Regions from separate parts of the Gossypium arboreum genome. Here region 1 is linked to region 2. The links are chromatin contacts, called in public Hi-C maps. All regions are on one chromosome and are shown on one strand. The core of a region is the stretch at or near the end of the contact, and the rest is flanking DNA. Distances in the headings are between cores, read along the strand shown.

Evidence for each region. A called contact is a pair of places that touch in the nucleus more often than the background predicts.
Region 1: a Hi-C map of leaf shows a contact between it and region 2, with 1.8 times the contacts expected there. The contact joins the enhancer-like site here to the promoter of LOC108480141 in region 2. A contact is called at or near these places in 2 of 5 Hi-C or Micro-C datasets (both in leaf).

Annotation. Positions count from the first base shown.
Region 1 is chr1:109,350,329-109,357,203 of ASM2569848v2, reverse strand. No RefSeq gene overlaps it. Among protein-coding and RNA genes, the nearest start is that of LOC108482361, 8.7 kb to the left of the region's middle. Within about 2 kb of position 2,598, at least 2 of the 2 cell types and tissues checked have an H3K27ac peak or open chromatin away from gene starts, as enhancers often do. A contact at or near this core is called in leaf, where this site is marked.
Region 2 is chr1:109,315,988-109,323,098 of ASM2569848v2, reverse strand. It overlaps LOC108480141, which reads right to left and starts at 3,092. Exons shown (of 6, transcript XM_053030172.1): 1 at 2,871-3,092; 2 at 1,810-1,905; 3 at 26-76.

The DNA of each region.
Region 1 (6,875 bases), core at 1,349-3,848, 35 kb before region 2:
GATGTTTTGTTCTTGGCTTTTAAATTCGAAGCATCAATCTTGGCACTAAAGGTTGTCTTGTATCCAACCAAAAACACTTGCGCTGTCTCTTGTTGTAAGAGTATCACTGCTAGGTCCGCTCTCTGTGGTTTTTCTGAAGCTTTTTACGCAGAGTTTGAATTGTGAAAATTCAAGTTTTTGATGCAAAGATAATGTATATTAATTCATTAAATTTATAAAGTAATATATTTTTCGCAATATATATCCTGATGCGAGATTCACCATTGAAATGAAGAAAACTATTATAAATTCATTTCTTTCTTTTTGTGTGAGTCTCTTTTACTGATTAATTTATATAGTCTTAACTTTAAACTTTTAATTACATATCTCTTGAAATCATATGAAGAAATAAGATTTAATTTTGACTAAAATAAATCTTACTTGAATGGTATCCCACCCTCATTGTTGGGAATTATTTGTGCTTCACAATTTTTAGTTAGAGGCTAATTCAGGGTTGGCACGACCTGGGCCTTCTAAAATAGAAAATTATTTTTAAAGTCTTTAATTTTTTTAAAATTTTAAATTAATAAAAGTAAAATTACATTTTAATCTCCTAAAATTATAAAAATTGATTTAATCTTTTAAAATTATAAAGATATGAATTATAAAAAATTAAAATTTCATTCGACCCTTTAAGAAAGTGATTTGACTTCACTCTTGTTTTTAGTTCTAAGGCTGCTCCAATTACGTTGTGATTATATAATCAAAATATTTTTAATTCTCAGATCAAATTGAATCTTTGTAAGTTTACTATCTCACTAAAATAAACAATACAACACCCAACCTTTTTTTAACCATCTTACAATTAAAGGGTGAAAATATATTCTACAACTAAATTCCTACATCCCAAAATCCAATTTCATTTAATTCTCATAACCAATAGGCATGCACTAAAATTTTTACAACCAAACCCGGTGTATAATGGCAATTATTTTTTTATATAATATTAAAAGTAGAAGATAAGGTAATATAATTTGAACATGAGGTGTTTAATAATAACTTTAATCATCATTCTATTTAAGTTAATTATTTGAATTTTAATCAATTTTTATACATATTTTAGTTGTCAGACTTTCAGTGCTCGACAATTGTTAATAATATTAATATTTAATTGAAATTGGAATCTGAATTGTAGGATTTTGATTGTGAAATTTTTATTTTATTGTAGTGAGATAGATTAAATCATAAATGTATGAATTAAAATAATTCAATTTGCTCTAAAACTTAAAAACATTTTAGATCTTATTTTAAGAGTTTTCGTTGCCACAAATATTACTCAATTACACACATTACTACGACTTAATAATATTTATAGGTCAAAATATGATGGTAGTCCCTGTACTTTTATAGTATTTGAGATTTAGTCCTATATTTTAAAAGTTAAAAATTAAATCCTTTAATTTTTCTTTCAATTTAAAAATCCTAACTCAATTATTAACACCATTAGTATTTTCCATCAAAATTTACTAACTTAGAATATTTATTTTCTGTCAATCATATATCACATAATATAGGGTAGCACAATTAATATGTTAAGTTGGTAAATTTGACAAAAAAAAAAATAAAGATGTTAAATGATTGGAATTTTTTTTTTTTGGGGGGGGGGGGGGGGACAAATAGGCATATATACTGATAAATGGCTACCGGCAACGCCTACAGGTAAGGTGCAATCAGCGTAATTGGATATGACAGTTACTATGGTTTCCGGCCTCATAAATCAAAACGAAATGGTTTGGGATCAGAAATTACTTCATTTGCTGATTTCTAAGGATGAAGCATCTGATTAGTAGCATTCCATTATCGAAATTTGGCATGGATGATATGCTGGTGTGGCAATATGATAACTTCGGGGTTATAGTGACCGAGCAGGTTACAAAACCGTTATGGGGTTCAATGGCAACATATCATACAACCATGCGGTTGTAATAGACATACAGGGGAAATTATTTTACAATGCATTATGGTCTTTCCGTTGCCTAAAAAAAATCCTTTTGACAGTTTGTCGTTTTTACAAAGGATTTATACCCACAAGAGCTACTCTCTTTGCTCGTCGAATCCTCATTGATCCGCTATGCCCTTTGTGTTGACATGCGGAGGAGACGCTATGTCATTTATGCTTTGAATGCTCTCATACGGCTGCTATATAGTCAAGATTGCAGGTTTCATGGCTTGCTCGATTGAACACGGCAAGCTTGCAAGACTGGTTCCTTCATTTCTTCACTTTACCGGACTTGTATACCAACTCGAAAATTTCGGTGGTTGTGTAGTGCTTGTGGTATTACCGCAATCGCTTTGTTCACGAAGGTAGGAATGTCTCCATTCCAGATATCGAGTTGTGTGTAGCTTCTTACCTGCGTCAATGCTCATCCCAGCCTGGTTCGCCGGCCCTTGATGCTGTTAGCCGAAGGACGCAATGGGTGGCTCCACCTACAGGGCTTTACAAGGTGAACTTTGATGCAAGCTTTTGCTCAAATACTGGATATCGGAGGCTAGCTTTTGGGTTTCGGTCCTGCTCTTTCCGACATGTCTGAAGATTGGCGAACGAGGCGGCTCATGTCCTTACGGAGCAGCCAGTCAGAGAAGTTGATGGTCTTGTGTGGATTGAAGAAGACCCCGCTTGCCTGGTACATCTGCTTCACCTCGATCGTTCTGGTACAGGTCCCTCATAGACTGCACTCGCTTATCTCTTGTTCTGACTTCTCATTAGTTTATCTTCTGTTATTATGGGACATTGTGGTGAGCTTATGGGCTAGAGGTAGGGTGTAATTGGGTGGGCCTGCTGGCCGGGTTAGAGTGGCTCATGACTTGCTGGTTGCTATTTAATTTAATTTGGTAAGATGTTGGTTTTCTCAAAAAAAAAATCAAATTTTCAAATATATTGTTCCTAAAAATTACATGCCACAAATTTTCAAATATATTATAGGCATATAAAAATTATAAAATTTTATAAAATTAATGGATTTGGTAAATTTATCATTTAACAAAATGAAAATTAGGAAAAAAAACTTTAAAAATGTTTTATTAAATTATGAAAAATATTTGATTTATTAAACTTTTCTTTTCATTAAAGAAAAAGTGTTGTTTAATAAAAAAATGCCTTCATTTTATTTGCTCGTGTTTTCACAACTATATTAATAGTGATGTATTAAACATTTCTTTACTAACTTTTCATGGTGAAAGGATGAAAACAGATTAATTATATATATAATAAGATTAAATGCTATGGACAATATTTCAAACACAAATATCGTATGTCTAAACAATATGAAAGAAGCGAAAAAAATCAATATAAAGAATATATATTTTAGTTAGGATAACACAGAAAAGTATGAGAGAACTGAATCGCATTAATATATAAAATAAATGTTTAAATGGGAAACAAATATTCATATTGTTTTGTTCATTGAAAAGTGTCATATCTCATATCTCACAACATACAAACAAGGGAGACTTAAAAGCTCACTAAAGAGGGCACACATAAAGATACAAGTGTTGAAAATTGTAATATCTACAAATAGTTATTATTTGAGAATAAGTGCTTTTCACCGAGAAGAGCTCTTTGAAGTCATTTTTTCTAAACCATTTTATCTTCTCACCTTGGATAGAAGTTTTAGTGATTAGATCAATTGCTATATTGAGGTTGAGAAGTTATAGTGAATTTGTAAGAATTAATAAAGTAACTTGCGGGTTAGATTTTTGGTGTGTAATTGTGTTAATCAACGGTTTGAATGGGTCTATTGAGATCTAGCTATTTTGACCATTCTATAGTTGAATATCTTTACCTTTTTTAGAGATGTCTCTGCTGGTGAAAATACTTTTCCACACTTTAGGAATCGGATGGTTTGGGTTTCACTAGTTAAAAAGGGTATTTGTTGCAATATTTTGCGGTGATGACTCTGGTTAGAAAGCAATGTTTGTCAATAAGGGTACGCTAATTGATTTTTTGTATGAGTGTTTCATTGAAAAGATTCATTTTGCGAATTCTTAGGCCTATGTGAGAAATGTGAGCACATAGAGTGTCCTAATTACAAGTGTGAAATTTTGTCTCTCTCGAGTCATGACCCCACTAGAAAGACCTAATTCTTTTATCTATATAATCACAAATAGCAAAGGGACTTTAAAGATAGAGTGAGTTTGGTTAAAGTTAGTCTTTATCTGGAAGAGAGGCATTTAAATTTCTAATAGGCAAGTTTCAAGTTGAATTTATCAAGTAGGTTGCCAAAGAATTCCTTCTTATTATGAATTTTTCCCAATTCAAGACCCAAATATTTTCTTGAATTGTCTACTTTTTTTTAGTATTCAAAATGCCGTTGAACCATTTACTTGTATGGACTTTTATGGAAGGGCTAAGAAAAAGTTCTTACTTTTCAAAGTTGATTTGTAATCCAAAGAGAGAGAGAAAGAGCTGAAGTTTATAAGAAAAAATTTTAGCTTTCTACGTTAAGAGCTAGTTTGGCAATACTTTTGAAAAGTGTTTTTAAAAAGTGCTGTGAAAAAGTACTTTTTAGAAGTGCTTTTGAAAAGTTTGGTTTAAAATTTGAGTGTTTAGCATTGCCGTTAAAAAGTGCTTTTGAGAAATAAAATGTCTATTTTAGACATGTTATTATAAAGTAACAAATATGCATTTAAATAATATTTAAATTAGTTAATATTATTATATTTTAGTAAGAATATAAAAAAATTATTATAACTTCTTGTTAATATTTTAATATATAAAATATAAATTTTAAATATTTTTAAGCAATAAATATTAATTATTTATAAAATTTAATTAGAATATATAAACTATATTTTAAATATTTAAATATAACTATTAAATATTTGTAATTAGTATTTTAAAAAATATTTTTTATTTTTAATTAATGATTTTAACTCATTTGTAATTAAGTATCAAGAAAAAAAAGAGAAAGTACTATGTTATTGGAGGGGTGAAAAAGTAATTAAGCATTAAAAGTGCTTTTGGGAGAGGAAAAGCTAAAAATTTTAGCTTATCCTTTTCAGAAGTGCTTTTGAAAAGCAATTCTGAAAAGCTAAAAATTTCAGCCAAAAGCAGCTTGTTCTGCATAGCTTTTCTTCCAGAAGTGCTTTTGGAGCTAGAAGTGCTTTTGAAAAGCAATGCAGAACTGGCTCTAAAGCACATTGGCGTTGAAGAAAATGTAGCAATTGTTAGCAAAAAGGAGATGGTTTATTAGAGAAGCATTTCTAGAGATTTTGATACCTCTAATAGATCCATCATTTTCAGCTTCTTTGAAGAGATGAGAAAAGACATTCATATACATGATAAACACATAAGGAGAAAGGGGGTCACCTTGTTGCAGACCTTTGTTAAGTGAGAAGCTTTTGGAAGGTGAACCATTAACCAACACTAGGTAAGATACAATAAAGATACATTGTCTTATTATATTGATCCAGCGTTGATTAAAACCAAATGCTTCCAAAACCATGAGAAGGAAATCCTAGTTAATTCTGTCAAGGACTTTATTCATATTAATTTTGAAAACGGCAAGGGAGGCTCTACCCTTAGTTTTCCTTTTGACGGCGTGGCGTAATTCAGAAGCTAGGATAATATTATTAGTGATGAATCGCCTAGGAACAAAATTATTTGGGTAAGGTAAGATGAGCAATGAAAGTGCTTCTTTGAGTCGATTAACAACAATTTTTGAAATAATCTTGTAAGCCACATTAAGAGATTGATTGGGTGGTAATAAGAGGGTTGAGATTGAGAAATTCCTTTTGGGATAAGAGTTATAAGGGTTTTGTTGAGTTCTTTTAGCAGGTGGCCTACATTGAGAAAAGAGAGGGTGGAGGTCGTGACATCTCACCAATTATATCATAATACTTTTGATAAAATAATCACGGCTTGCCATCAATACTAAGGGCTTTGAGGGCTTTAATTTGAAAAATAACTTTTTTAACCTTGGAAGGAATAAAGGGTTTAAAGAGGGAGGTCAAGCCATTTTGAGAGAGATGTGGCATATTCAAGTTATTGAGAAAAGAGAGTGTTGAGTCTCTATTGAAAGGGGGTAGAGTCCTAAAGAGGTCAACAAGAAGTTTATGAAAATGTACTTGATGGTTAGAGGGTTATCATCCCAGTATTTAGGAGTGGGATCAAAGATTCCATCAATTCTATTGGCAACTTTTCTCTTTTTAGTGGTGAAATGAAAAAAGTTTAGTGTTTCTATCTTCTAAGTAGTTCCAATGAAGTCTGAATTTCTGAAGCTAGTGGAAATGCTCCCGTTCTTCAAGTTGTTTTAAACTTTTCCTGATGGATTTTTCCTTATCTAGAGATATGTCAAAAAAGAGCTCAGATTGATTTTCCATAAGCTCATGTTTAAGATTTTTCTTTCTAATAGCAAGATTACAAAGACTTCTTTGTTCCATTTTTGCAAGGCCGAACTCAAGGCTTTCAACTTACATAAAAGCTTATAAAAGAGAAAACCTCTACATTAATCTTCAAAGTCTCATTGATAACATCTCTACATTATGGATAAAGAGTTCACATGACTTCAAAACGATAAAGGCTTTGTTGAAAAAGAGTTAACTTGTTAGATGATAAGATCATTGGGCAATGATCGGAGAAGGCAACTGGTAGATGCAAAATAGAGATGTTGGAATACGAGTTGAAGTAGTGGTTATTGGCAAAGGTTTTGTTGAGTCTCTTCCAAACTATTTCTTTATTTTTCCTATTATTGGTCTATATGAAGTAGGAGACTTTAGATGAAATTTTAGAGAGGCATCATTACTTAAAATAATGGATTAACTTAGAAGAACTTTTTAAGTTATTAGAGAGCTTAAAAAGTTTATCTCTGTACCATAAAACTTGGTTAAAATCTCCA
Region 2 (7,111 bases), core at 1,843-4,342:
AAAACCAGAGATTATTTGCTAGTACCTGAACTTTTTCACTATCCGCTAGGCTTCTCTCAATGAAAGTTTTGTCATCCTAAGGCCAAAACAAGAGCTCAGTTAAATAGGAACCATATTTCCAATACATGAAAAATGAAATGAGTTACAGAATACATGTCGCACAGAAAATCTTCTCTATAATAAAATAGAAAAATGGTTGAATTCTACAGACTGCAACTATGGCTAACAAGTAGAAAACATCAATATTATGTAAGAGGAACTTTCAAACCCCGGTTAATGTCAGCATCCCACACACGCATGCACTTTGAATTGCCCAACATACATAAACACAACATTTGAGAGGCTAATGCATGTGAAGCCAAGCATAAGTCTCCTCTAAAACAACATTACCTATCATTAACCTTGTATAATCTAAAACTTACGCAAAATTAGAAGCATGTATCTAGCATATGTGCAGAATTCAGAGCTCAAGACATAGAGGTCCAATAAAAGATTTTGTGGTATATATATGCCTTCATTAATCTTCACATAGACATATTCTTTGCATTTAATATTTGCCATCCAAAAGTTGAAGGAGCTTTACACCTAAACTATTCAGTGATAACCAACAACACTAGATAGTTTCAAGAAAGTTCAATTTGGAATTAGAACAATTCTCAAGGTGCCTTATTTATAAATGTTAGTTTTAGTTTCTATAATCTATATTATTAACACTTAAGTTATTGAGCCCATGAAGATTATATATTGTCAATCTAATGAAAAGAAGCCGAATGGTTTCTTTATGCAGGATAAGATTAAAGCCGTGATCAAAACAGTCTTTTAAACAAAATATTTTCATAATTCACAGCTTTATGTGTAGAATCTTTCACATTTTAAGCAAACGCTTAATTATCTTTACACCAATACAAAATTAGACTTTTTTTTCGACAAAACAAAATCAAATATTTGATACAGGGAAAAGACACAATTATGTATATGCATGTGTGACTGAGGGCAGGTGAACAATGGTTGATGCAATCATCATTCTCCAAGTACATATTGTGCATAGAGAAGCACATAGACATGGTTGCAGAGTGACACTCAGTATCTATAATCAAAAGGCTACTATTTTCTTTATCTGGGATAATATGGTGCATGCATTAGATGATTGTTTTACTTAGTATTACGGTATCCTTCCTTTCATTCCTGAACAAATAACAACAACATCAGGAAATATGTCATCCTTCGCCTACCCTTGGAATAGTAGATGGAAGAAGCAGAGTCCTTTAAGATGAATATAAACAACATTCTCTTCTTCCATCTACTATCCTTACAAGAACCGACATAGAGAAAATCCAGACCTGCCACATCTTGTCCTTGCTATTCCTCTGTCTTGTATATTACAAGTGAAAGCATAAAAAAGAAGGCATTGCTATTTAGGAATAGTAACTAAACATGTCAGATCATGTTTGTCTTATGTATTTTGTTGTTAAGGAAGAATCCCAAAATATGCCCTAAACAAGATTTATCCTCTTTTTACATGATGTATTTATCCTTTCTTTAATCGTTGCAAGTGTCATAATTTACCTTGCTCAAAATATCTAGCTTATAGGTATAAAATAAAATTTATTCACTTGCTTACTACTATGCATTGTGAATACTATGTTTTCACATGTTTGATATTCTAAAACTACAATAAGCATATAATATCATATAATAAATAAAATTAACTTAAAAGAAGCTTCAAGCATGTCCGTATTACATTACAAGCCAAACAAATAGCATTTTAATCTTAAATATAACTAGCAAAAAGGTCAGACCGAAGCATACTGAAGTGGTATATGAATCAAGTGAAAGACCAGATGTAAGGCCTTTGTGTGCAAATGTCACATGGTAACCACCATCCAAGTAGTTGTCGCAGAATACCTGTAAGTAAAAGAAACAAAATACAACTAGCCATCTCTATGTATGTTCAGCAAGCTTTGGACAACAATCATATAATCATTAACATAGAGAATATGCAATTTAATATTCAAGACAACATAATGTCGTTAGTGCTAGTGATAATAATAATTAATGCTTTATCAAAAGACAAAGCATACAGACAACATCATTAAAGCTACAAGGAAACTCCATATATCATTTAGGTATTATCATAAAAAGCTAAGAGCAAGAAATTAAATTGAAGGAGCTTCCATTAACCACAGAGACGCACCTTTCAGTTACATTCTATGATGTACTCACGTCGACAAACATAAGTTAGTGTGGTATCAACTCCATTAAGGCTAAATAATTTAGAGGAGCTACCAAGCCATTCACTTGCAACGTTTTTTGTATCAATATTGTCCTTTTGTAAAATATCATTGTCCATATTAAGAAGAACAAATGGTCCCCAAGTAGCAACTTTAATAAGTACAAGTCCAAAATCCTATCATCAATCAATAAATAAAAATAGCAGGATCATGGTGCCTGTCAAGACAAAATATGTAATGCTATAATCTAAACCTGATAGAAAAAACTATAATCTACTAACACAACTTAAAGGAATTTGATTTAAGCAACTTGATAACCATTTCATTCGGGAAGCCAAATTTTTTTTTTTATTTTTACGATAATAAAGAACTAAAAGAAATGCACAGTCATTTTCAAGCAGACATCCACTCCTCATCAATATGTACTTTTGTAAGTGAAAAATGAATAAAAATGCCAAAAAAGGCAAAGGTGCAAATCTTGTACCGTAGAATTTCTACTTTAAATCATTATACAACTAAATTACAGCCAAAATTTTCATGCTATGCCTTTACATTTTTCCAGAGAGAAATTTTATAAGAATTTTTGAACTAAAACTATTTTCTTATTTTCACATATTGCCTCTTAAAAAAAGAATGTACCTTCTTGTCAAAATAGTCAGCCCAGAATCTAGCAGTAGCTTTTTGGTAAGGGTCAGAAGAGAGCAAAGGAGCTTTGTCATGCCATACCTCATCGATGTACTGAACCTGAATGAGCGCCTCGCAAGCAGGTTTACCGTTATGGATAAGAACAGGGATTTTCTTATGAACAGGGTTCGTCTGTAGCAGTAAAGCACTCTTGTTCCACAAGTCTTCTTCCTTGTATTAATACTTTATCCCTTTCTCAGCCAAAGCAATCCTGGATCTCATCCCAAACATACTTGGCCAAAAATTCAGCAGTACTACTTCCTCTGCCATTCTTTTGATCTAAAGATTCAAAAACTAAAACTAATATATTGGGTTTGTTCTTTTCTCTATCTGATTCTGAACTGAAGGGGTATAAGTATGTATATTTATAGGCAAAAAAAGGGTAAGAGTCCTACGTCTTTCCTGACATAATCACATAAATCAAATGAATCTGGAGAAAGAGAACAGGAAATTCTCTCTCGTGAAAACTCCCGATATTTTCATTTTTCTAAAAGTTTATTTCCGTTGATAAATCTGCTAGAACCTCACATATATTAAAAGAAAAAGAAACAAAAAAAATGTTAATCTTGCATTCTTTACTATCTTCTTACTTTATATCAGCATTTATTGAGACAAATCCTAAACAAATCAAGCTTCTTCGACATCAATTACAAATAAAAGAAAAATAAGATCGATCAAAATTCAAATAAAATTCAACTATAAGTATGAATTACTCGAATATTTACCACTTTTCCAACATTGATAGAAACTCTAGATGCTGAAATACCTAGCCGAATCGCTTTCCCTAATACCTGAAAAAAATTAATTTTTTTTAAATACAAGGGCTTTACTTAAATGAAGTACTATTAAAAAAAACTTAGGGATTTTGGGGGAAATTTAGGGATTAGGGGAAATGTAAAAAATTGGGGAAATTTATTTTGGGGTTTTGCTAGAAATGGCTAAACGTTTGGGATATCTGTTTTGGGATTTTAAGGGAAATGGCTAAGTATCGGGCATGACACAAGAAGATGAAATTTAAGAAAGGAAAATGACGCCGTTTTCATAGTGTTTTTTTGTGGTTTTTTTTATAAAAAAAACGCCACTAATCTCTTAGTTTTCATATTTATTTTTATTTGTTATAATTTGGAAGCCATAATAATTAACTTATAATAGTCAATATTTAATAATATATATATAAAGTTTATCTATTATCTCTTAAATAATTTAAACTATAATCATAATTTTAATATATTAAGATTAATATTATCTCTTTTACAATTATATAAGAAATCGTTTAATATATAAATTAAATAATACTAATTAATATAAACCCTAAACCTCTAACCCCTACCCCTAAATCTTAAATCCTAAACACTAAACCTATAACCCTATCCCTTAACCCTTAAACCCTAAACCCTTAACACCTAACCCCTAACCCTTAAACCCTAACACGTAATCCCTAAACCATAATCCATAAACCTTAAAATATTAACTCATAAACCATAAACCCCTAACCCCTCTCCCCTTAACGCCTAACCCCTATCCCCTTAACACTTAACCCCTAATCCCTAACCATTAACCCCAACCCTTAAACCACCCTTAAACCATAATCCCTAGACTCATAATCCATAAACTTTAAAATAGTAACTCATAAACATTAAACCCTTAACCATATACCGTAAACCCTAAACTATAATGATAATTAATTCAATATTTTAAAATTAATACTATCTCTTTTACAATTATATAAGAAAATATTTAACATATAAATAAAAAATAATTAGTCATATATAAAAAATATTTAAAATTATTTTAAATAATAGTATTTTAATTTTTTTCATTTTTTTGTGGCGTTTTATAAAAAACGCAACTAAAGATTGAGCATTAGCGGCATTTCTTAAAAAAGCGCCGCTAATACTCGATCTTTAGCGGCGCTTTTTAAAAATGCCGCTAAAGCCACTAAAAGCTCCATACAAAACGATGGCGTTTTTTAAAAAACGCTGCTAAAGATCAAGCATTAGCGGCATTTTCCAAAAAACGCCGCTAAAGGTGTACATATAGCGGCGTTTTTAAAAAAATGCCGCTAATACTCGATCTTTAATGGCGTTTTTAAAAGCGCCGCTAAAGCCACTAAAGGCACAATACAAAACGACGGCGTTGTGTTAATTTTTTGTGGCGTTTTTTAAAAAACGCCGCTAAAGATCAAGCATTAGTGGCGTTTTCTATAAAGCGCCGCTAAAGGTGTACATATAGCGGCGTTTTTTAAAAAGTGCCGCTAGTACTCGATCTTTAGCAGCGTTTTTCATTCAAACGCCGCTAAAAACCTGTTTTGTTGTAGTGCACAGACGTGTTTTAGGCCGTGTGAAACCTGGAGCTAATTTTTTCAAAGTTAAAGAGTTACATGGCCTAACCACACGGGTGTGTGGAGCACACAACCTGGCCACACGGGAGTGTGGGATCTCACATGGGCATGGGAGAAGCGAAGGAAAACACACACGGCCTGGCTACATGGCCATGTGACTCACACGGCCTGGACACATGGGCATGTTCATGGCCATGTGAAAAATAGGTTAATCACCCCAATTTTATTTTATTTATTTTAATTGTTATATTATTTATTTTTATTTTACTAATTAATTAATTAATTTATTATTCTTATACTTATATTTTAATTTTTATATATTTTAATTTTTATATACTTTTATTATTTTTATTTTGCTATTTCTATTTTTTTTTTTTTTCTTTCGTATTTTTTACTATTATCATTACAATTACCTTTTAAGTTTATTGATATCATTGAGTTTATTATTATTATTTTATTATTATTATTATTATTATTATTATTATTATTATTATTATTATTATTTATCTTTCTTTTTAATTTTGTTTTAGTTGTTTTATTTTTTTTCTCTTCAACTTATTTTCATTATTATCTTTTGAAAGATTTATGGTTGTTTCTAATCGAGTTATAACCTCTTAATTTTCTTTATTATTTGTGTTTACTTTCGTGTTAATTTGTTCGGAATCATGAGTTACATTTAAATTTGACTGCAATTCCGCTTTTCACTATTCTGAAGATTTCATCCAATATTCAGGGCAGTTTTAGTTTTCTCCCTCTCTTATGATCTTCTGTTTATACTGTGATTATATATGATTGTACATTGAGGACAATGTACATCTTAAGTGTGGGGAGGTTATATATAGAATTATTAGAAAATCCCTGAATTATGTCTTGTGTTTAAGTAATTTTCTCACATTACTATTAGAATGAATTCTTATTAATTTATGATTATCATTGATGTGTTTTAGATTAAATTCATAGGTAATTGTGCATTGATTGTTTAAATTTTAAGACACTAGAGAATCAAGCATGATAAGTCTATTTTCAGAATAAAATTTTTTTAGGTTTTTTCCCTAAATTGAAGTATTACCTTGAAATTTGAGATTTGCAAGATTAATATCAAAAACCATAATTTTTGTGAGATTTTGAGCCTTTAGAGCATACACTTTTCTAGCTCACTCTATTATCGGTTATGAATTTGTCAATACTGATTGGTTATTCATTATACATGTCGAGACCACACATTTTATTTGATATACTGAGATGATAAAGACACCTAGATTTTAACCCACTTATCCCATAAGCCTACCTTCATAATTAACCCTTAGTGAACCCTTTTTAAGCCTAAAAAACTATTTCTTGATTTACCTTTTAATATTAACCCATAACTTTTTTTGATTCATTGAGAATTGTTTCCCGTTTTATTGACTCCCTTTTTTGTCGAGATTTGATTTGGTTAGCTGCTTAACTATGTTCTTTTGTTTCAGTTGTTAAATTTTCTCTTATTATCTATTGTTCTAAAAAGAAAAGAAAAAAAAGTGAAAAAAATACATTTATGTTGGATTATTACTAGTTCTATGTTTTTGAGCTTAAGTAGTTAATTTCATATTCTGAGAAGAAGCTCGTGTTATAATAATTTCGATTGATGTAATTATTTAGTATTAGTTTATTTTTCTAGTTAGGTAATTTATCAATTCGATCTCGATTCTAACATTCTTTTTCAGCCTTTATCCACACCTTTAACCCAAGCCCCTTTACAACCCTTTAAAGACCTTTTGATTTGTGTATCATATCATTCTATAGTGGTGGAGATTTGATTTTCATGCAAGCCTATGGTAATGACTTTTCATAATTGACTTTTGAGTGCTTAATTTTT